2 separate regions of the Mus musculus genome follow, and region 1 is linked to region 2. The links are chromatin contacts, called in public Hi-C maps. All regions are on one chromosome and are shown on one strand. Each heading gives the region's core, a stretch centred on a gene start, on an enhancer-like site or on the middle of the called end of the contact. The rest is flanking DNA. Distances are from core to core; before and after follow the strand shown. Region 1 has its middle 17 kb from the start of Gm41335. Region 2 has its middle 46 kb from the start of Gm30113.

Region 1 (3,666 bases), core at 56-2,555, 430 kb before region 2:
CAATCATCCAGTGAGTGCTTCAAGGAGATAACCACTATTCTTCTCGAATATTCAAGAGTTGGAAAGTTTTGCAAATACATGCTTGCCAAGATTTCCTGAGGAGTGTAAACTTTCAGAATTAGTGTCTCAAAGTAAGTTCTAAAAGCTGTATCATCCAAGAACTGGACCTGAAGCTAGCTAGAACAGTGAGTTCTCAACCTTCCGAATGCAGTGACCCTTTAAATAAAGTTCCTCATGTCGTGGTGACCCTCAAACGTAATTTTGCTACTGTTATGACTAGCAGTATAGATATTGGTCTTTGGGGGTCATGACCTACAGGTTGAGAGTCATTGAGCTGGAAGGAGAAGGCTGGGGAGGGTGTAGAATAAATAATTCCTTACCTTTGAATCTTAGCAGTTTACTTAGAAGCAAAGGCTCATGGTTGTGTATTGACAGAGGGCCACCTATAGAATTCTAACCTGGAGATGAGCCCATGATTTGTACATGGTAGAAGATCTCCATTTTGGCTCAGTAGTACTGGCTCTCTGCTCCAGAAGCCTCTGTTTCTATTTTATAAAAGTGGTTTCCCAGGTTTAAGACTTATCTGAATCAATGGGAGAGCTCAATAAACCAACTGCACCTTCTCATTCAGTGCATTGAGGCTAGAGCTTGCAAACTTTCCTACCCCAGTGCTGTTCTTGCCTCTGCTTTCACCTTTTAGGAGACTACTCTCTGGGAACCATTGCTCTAACAGGGGCTTCTGGTTCAATACCATAAGCCTTTGTTTATATGTCTAGCTTCTCCTTGCTTATCTTTGTTTTACCCCCACCTAACCCACCATGGGTTTCTTGATAAAATTTTACTGAGGAAATGCATTGAAAGAAATATTAGTTTTCTAGAAGTTCAAAGAGGGGAAAGAAATCATGGGAATCTTTCAGAAGAGAAATCCTGTGTTGTCACCTTTCACATAGCTGGAAGCATGACTCATGCAAAGACATGCCTATCTTTGCTGAAAAGCAAACACAGACACACCAGTTTTGTGTGTCCTGGAATGTGCATCAGAGACGTCTCCTTATCACCTCTTCCTCATTCTTTTTCTGTCTCTTTAAATAGATGGTCACCACCACTTCATGCAAGGAAAGTATTATTTAGAGTGTGGAATGCAATTTGCTTCTTCCCAGAGTTAGTTCCCTTCGGACTGTCTTTGGATGAACTTTGCAGTCTTCACTGAAGGGGGAACCCTTTCCCACTGTTCTCTGGGAGAGCCACGGCTTTGAAGTCACAGCTGGCTTGACTAAACTCATTTCCTCCCTCCACAATGTGCCTCTGATGCAGTGTTGGCTGAGGCTCCCCCTTGCCGGCTCCTGCTATTGAACCAGACCCAAGTGCAATGTTTAATGTGAGTGTTTGGCTTGGCTTGAATTTGGCCAAATCATCTGTACTTCGTTTCATTTGAAAGCTCTACTTTTTTTTTCCCTCCCCGTTTCTCTCTCAAATAGTTCATTCCAGATGTTTTTGATTTGTCTTTCTGTGGTCCACTCCACCCAGTTCCTAAATCAGTAAATCATTTTCATGCTTCTTCCAAAATCTAAGCAAAGAGAAGTGCTCAATTAGAAAGAGCAACTGATTATTGGTTCCTTAGGCTTCAGTGTGGCTCTTTTCTTCAGGAACTACATTTCCAAGGTAGGAGAGAATGTGACAGAACATGTAGATTCCAAATTCCTAGCATTCAGGATCAGAGAGTATGCACAATAGGGATGTGTACATAATATGAACATCCAATTTTATTGCCTAGTTCAAGGCTTGATAGCACTGTTCTTGTTTGAATGCTTTCTGTGACTCAAGTGCACATGGAGACACCCATTCTATGAGCTTATGTGTATCCTTACATGACAGAAATACTAACTAATCAAGATCCCAGCAATTTTCTCATGGTGATGGAGGCAAGGGTAAACAGATGGAGCTAAGATGCAGGGAATGGTTATTTTATTGTCATTATAAGGAGTGAGGGCCTTATGAGAAAGTCCCATATCTGACAGATTAGGGAAGCTAGAAGGAGAAAAATTGCACACATTCAGAGTTTCTCAGAGTTTAAGAATTTACAAAGAAACTCTTGGATGCAACTAGGTGATAAAGTCAGATGAAATATGGGGAAAATGCTGTAAGGTGCTGGAGAAATGGATAGGTCAGCAGTTTAGAGCACTGGCTACTCTTACAGAGGACTCAGGTTCAATTCCCAGCACCTACGTAGTAACTCACAAATGTTTGTAATTAGAATTTTGTGGATATGACTCCTGACTTCAATGAGCACCAGACATAATGTCATAATGTACTACACATGCACACACACACACACATACATCACACACACATATATCACACACACACATCACACACACAGAAAAAAATTACATACAGGCAAATCACTCATACACATAAACTAAATAAATAAGTTAAATAAATAACTACCTAAATAAGATTTCTTTAAATAGTTTTAAGAAATTTTGATGTGATGTGAATGAAATTTCTCTGACAAATTTACAAATGACTCCAGTGAAGACCTACGTGCCCTCTAAAATCTTTCCTAAAGATGATGTAAGTTCTCTTTTGAACTTGATGTTAATATGAGACTTACTGTTCAGAGTACACCAATAATAGTTTATGCTACTTATTTTATTTCATGCTTTTATTCATTTATTTACCATATGACACCAGATTATAAAAGTATGCAAATAGCTTTTAGAGGTATACATATGCTTATTTATATATTAATTTAGAAAAGAAAGTTCTAGTTATTTATAGAATAATATATTTATTTAGGATAGCAATTTTAACTTGTACGTACCATCCCTAACAATGAGTATAGTACACAATCAACTTTAGGACCACAATTAGATAGTGAAGATCATGCAAAGTGAATATAATAGTAAAATTTATAACTGATACAGGAAAGGAATATGACTCATGAAATTCAATAAAAACATAGCTTCAGTTTGAACATTATATCTAATGATATTATTTGACTTCTGAGATCAGTTGTCCAGGACACTTCTGGAAAATGTTGCCAGATTGTAATCTGAACATAATTACCTATAAGCAACCATTTGCTTATTTTATCTTTCAAAAATTTATAACAAAATATCCTGTGAGTATACAATACAACCTGTGTAAATATAAGTTAAAATTCTAGTCTTGATTCAATAATAAGACCTCTCTTCACATCTCTCTCACTAAGTTGGGTAACTTAGATGTATAAAAGAATGCAAGGATAAACCAACACTTCATCAGTTGCCCAGTCTTTTTCTTTTTCTTTTTTTTTCTTTTTCTTTTTCTTTTTCTTTTTCTTTTTCTTTTTCTTTTTCTTCTTCTTTTTCTTTTTCTTTTTCTTTTTCTTCTTCTTCTTCTTTTTCTTTTTCTTTTTCTTTTTCTTTTTCTTTTTCTTCCCTTTTTTTTTCTTTTTGGTTTTTCAAGACAGGGTTTCTCTGTATAGCCCTGGATGTCCTAGAATTTACTTTGTAGACCAGGCTGGCCTCGAATTCAGAAATCTGCCTGCCTCTGCCTCCCAAGTGCTGGGATTAAAGGCATGTGCCACCATGCCCGGCTGTTCCCTCTTTTTCTTCCCTTCTATTATTTCATGTTAAGTTTTTATGATAAATTCAGAAGTGAGAACATTGATCTTTGGTTTAT
Region 2 (3,779 bases), core at 511-3,010:
GAGAAGATATAAAGGTGAATATACATGAAGGTATTCTCAAAAGCAATATGAAAGTGCAAAACTTCATATAGACACAGAAAGACTGAGAAAGTGAAGGGTCTCTTTAAGACATTCACTGTTTTAGCCAATAAAGCCTCTTTGAATGAGACCATCAGGTTGGCTATCCAGTATCCCATACCTGTAAATATCCTTACATTCTTCCCTAGCTTGGTTCTTACTGACTTATTTCATCTATGTTATAATCCACTGCACAGAAATCTGAACTCTTATATTCTAAGTCATTTTTCACTCATGATTTCACTCACCTCATTCTTTGGACAAGCAAATTCATCCCATATTTTCAGAATCAATATCTGTTTTCCTTAGTAGCAACCTAAATCATTCTTCAAGTCACATGTAAAGTAAGTAAGCAGACTTTATCCAGCATTGGAGTATTGAAACACTTAGCTTATGTCCTCCAGCCCAGCCTTATGCTCATTAGAGAATGTTTCTGCAGCAGACAGTGATCTTTACAGAAAACCACAACTGGCCAAAATGTAGAGAACAACTAAACACAGGGTACCCAGCTGCAAGTTACACAGTTACAAAATAACTCCTGCACCTAAGGTTCAGATAATATTGTAGAAAAGGGTCCAAAAAGATTGTAGGAACCAGAGGACCAGGGTGTCTGCACTAAGGCTCTCCTCTCCTCTCCTCTCCTCTCCTCTCCTCTCCTCTCCTCTCCTCTCCTCTCCTCTCCTCTCCTCCCCTCCCCTCCCCTCCCCTCCCCTCCCCTCCCCTCCCCTCCCTCCCTCCCTCCCTCTCTCTCTCTCTCTCTCTCTCTCTCTCTCTGTATATATATATATATATATATATATATATATATATAAACAGTGAAAAAGAGCAAGGTGAGAAAGCAGCCAGAGAGAAATTGAGACAGAATAAGGAAAGAATGATATAAATAAAAGTACACATGCATGAAAATTTTTTTAAAATATCAAAGAATTTAGCTGATCTCTAAAGAAGCAATAAACCTAGACTAACCCATTCAAGTTATTTAAAGATGCGGTAGAACTTTTGCTTCCATAGGAAGTATATTGTTTATTCCTCATTCTGTTCCTGGAGGCCAGAATGGTGTTTGAAATCAAACCAACACACTCACTCAGTAGTCTGGCTGGCTGGGTGGGAATCCTCAGGTGGCTTCTGACAACCATCTGTAGTGTGTGCTACATCCTTGTAATTCCCTGCCTCAGCCCTCCCCTGAGCATCACTTAACAAGTTATGTCATTCTGCAGGAGAGTAAGGCCAAAACAGTGGGTCTCTTTCCCTCCCTTTACAGAACATGTATCATCTGCCAAGATCATTTCTGGAAAGTAAGAGTTAACTGGAAAATGTAGAAAAGGAAAGACAATAGAGGAATGGTCTTCATTTTCAGGGGCATCTGCTTCCCAAAAATGGAACATTTGAATGTTTTTTGAGAAGTTGTGAAAGGAGCTAGAAAATGCATGTGAAGTGAGGTTATTTAAATTCTGATCTAACTGTGTGGCCTATCTTCATGCCTGCATTAAAATTGCTCAGGCTCTGACCATCCACCCTAGTCATTTTGTTTGGATTAGTGGAGAGCTCCACTTGTGTGGTACGTTTTCATTCTTGTCTGACACAGCATTCCCATCCCATCCTCCTTCAAATAGATGTGTGGAGGGGCGGGGGGAAGGGGTGCTTAGCTCAGAAGTCACCGTCTCTGCTTTTGTATGCTTCCAGAGAAACTTAACAGGAAATGGCTTCATGTTGCCATATTTAGGATAGCTTGCACTGCAGATTCAGCGACTGTCCCTGAGGTTACAGTGTACACAGAAAACTCCATGGCAGATGCAAAGAGAGAAGCAATCTCAGACACCAGTCCCAGGAAACATCCAGGGTATGATTAAAGGTTTTCGTCCAGTCATCGAGGGAATTAATTCCTGGTGAGATGAAATAATTTGCTAAAAGCCACACAATGAACTATGGATCCTTTAAGAACTTGAATGGGAACCCAAATCTCTCATCACTCTTAGGAAAAGCTGAAATGTACTAGATCTATGTAGAGCATTCTATGGTCCCAAAGCATTGATCAAAAGTAGTACTTCTATAGTGTCATGTCCATGTAGGAAATGGGTCCAGGGGACAATGTGAGGAATATGAACCACAGAAACCATCACTTAATCCCTCAGCATGTGGAAAGGTAAGGTTATTCAATTGGATCAGTCAGTTCTAATAAGGAAGACCCCCATGAGATATTATTCACCACTGTCTGCCAATACTCTCCTTTTCTCCTATTTAACAGAAGCATGAGGAGACCTGGGACAAGGAAGGCAGCTATGCCAGACTTGTGCTGTATGCTCTCTCCTCTCAGATCATGGGATTATCTCTGAAGAAGACTGAAGGGAAGTGAAGTCTACAAGGTTAGATAAACTTTAAGCAATAGCTTAATATAGGTTAGAGTATAGTCTTTGATGGTGCTTTAGGAATACCAAATGCCAAAGTTGGTCAGAAGATAGAGAGTAAAAAAAGGCAAGGAAGAAGGAAAGGGAAGAGAGTCATCTTAATTAAGTGTTCTATTGGGAGGAAAGGGTTCATTCAGCTTACAGTACCACATTGTACTGCCGTATCAAAAGTAAGTCAGAGTTACACTTAAGCTGGAAAGTTTGAGGTAGAACCTGAAGCACAAGGCACGGGAGAGCGTTGGCTACTTGCTTGCTCCTCACATCTTGTTCAGCCTAATTTCTTAATTCACCCAGAACCACAATCCCAGAGTTGGCACCTTCCACAGTGAGCTGGGCCATCCTAGATTATTCATCAGTCAAGAAAATGCCCCACCAGCCAATCTGGCCACTTTCAAAATTAGTCTTCCCTCTTTATAAATGACTCTTGTTTGGGTCAAGTTGCCATAAAACTAGCCAGGACAAGGGTTATTCTTAAAAGGTGCCCTTGGAGCTTGCTGACAGGAGCCTGATATAGCTGTCTCCTGAGAGGCTCTGCCAATGCCTGGCAAATGCAGAAGTGGATGCTCAAAGCCATCTATTGAACGGAGCACAGGATACCCAATGAAGGAGCTAGAGAAAGTACCCAAGGAGATGAAGGGGTCTGCCACCCCATAGGAAGAACAACAATATGAACTAACCAGTACCCCCAGAGCTCCCTGGGACTAAATCACCAAAGAAAACACATGGTGGGACTCATGGCTCTAGCTGCATATGTAGCAGAGGATAGCCTGGTCAGTCATCAATGGGAGGAGAGGCCCTTGGTCCTGTGAAAGTTCTATGTCCTAGTATAGGGGACTGCCAGGGCCAGGAAACAGGAGTGGGTAGGTTGGTGAGCAGGGGTGAGGGGAAGGGATAGGGGGTTTTGGGAGGGAAAACTAGGAAAGGGGATAACATTTGAAATATAAATAAAGAAAATAATAAAAAGTTAAAAACAAAAATAAAGATGCCCTTGACTATTTTGGAATCTGCATTGATTTCTTCCAGTGTTTCATGGATAGGCCACACTTGTAGGCTTCCCTCCACGTTAGGCCCTTGGACAATTTTATTATAAGAAAACCTTCAGTACCACTTTCTGAAAGGAACTAAAGAATGAGTAAGGCTTCATAGCAGAAGGAGCCGGGTGATGGTAGTGCACACCTTTAATTCCAGCACTCGGGAGGCAGAGGCAGGTGGATTTCTGAGTTCGAGGCCAGCCTGGTCTACAGAGTGAGTTCCAGGACAGCCAGAGCTATGCAGAGAAACCCTGTCTCGAAAAACCAAAAAAAAAAAAAAAAAACC

Evidence for each region. A called contact is a pair of places that touch in the nucleus more often than the background predicts.
Region 1: a contact with region 2 is called in a Hi-C map of uterus, with 7 times the contacts expected there. The contact joins two enhancer-like sites. A contact is called at or near these places in 2 of 484 Hi-C or Micro-C datasets (both in uterus) and 1 of 115 datasets of contacts at active chromatin or transcription factors (astrocytes).

What each region holds. Positions count from the first base shown.
Region 1 is chr15:63,338,205-63,341,870 of GRCm38.p6, reverse strand. No RefSeq gene overlaps it. Among named protein-coding and RNA genes, the nearest start is that of Gm41335, 17 kb to the left of the region's middle. Within about 2 kb of position 1,305, at least 70 of the 459 cell types and tissues checked have an H3K27ac peak or open chromatin away from gene starts, as enhancers often do. A contact at or near this core is called in uterus, where this site is marked.
Region 2 is chr15:62,906,437-62,910,215 of GRCm38.p6, reverse strand. No RefSeq gene overlaps it. Among named protein-coding and RNA genes, the nearest start is that of Gm30113, 46 kb to the left of the region's middle. Within about 2 kb of position 1,760, at least 5 of the 459 cell types and tissues checked have an H3K27ac peak or open chromatin away from gene starts, as enhancers often do. A contact at or near this core is called in uterus, where this site is marked.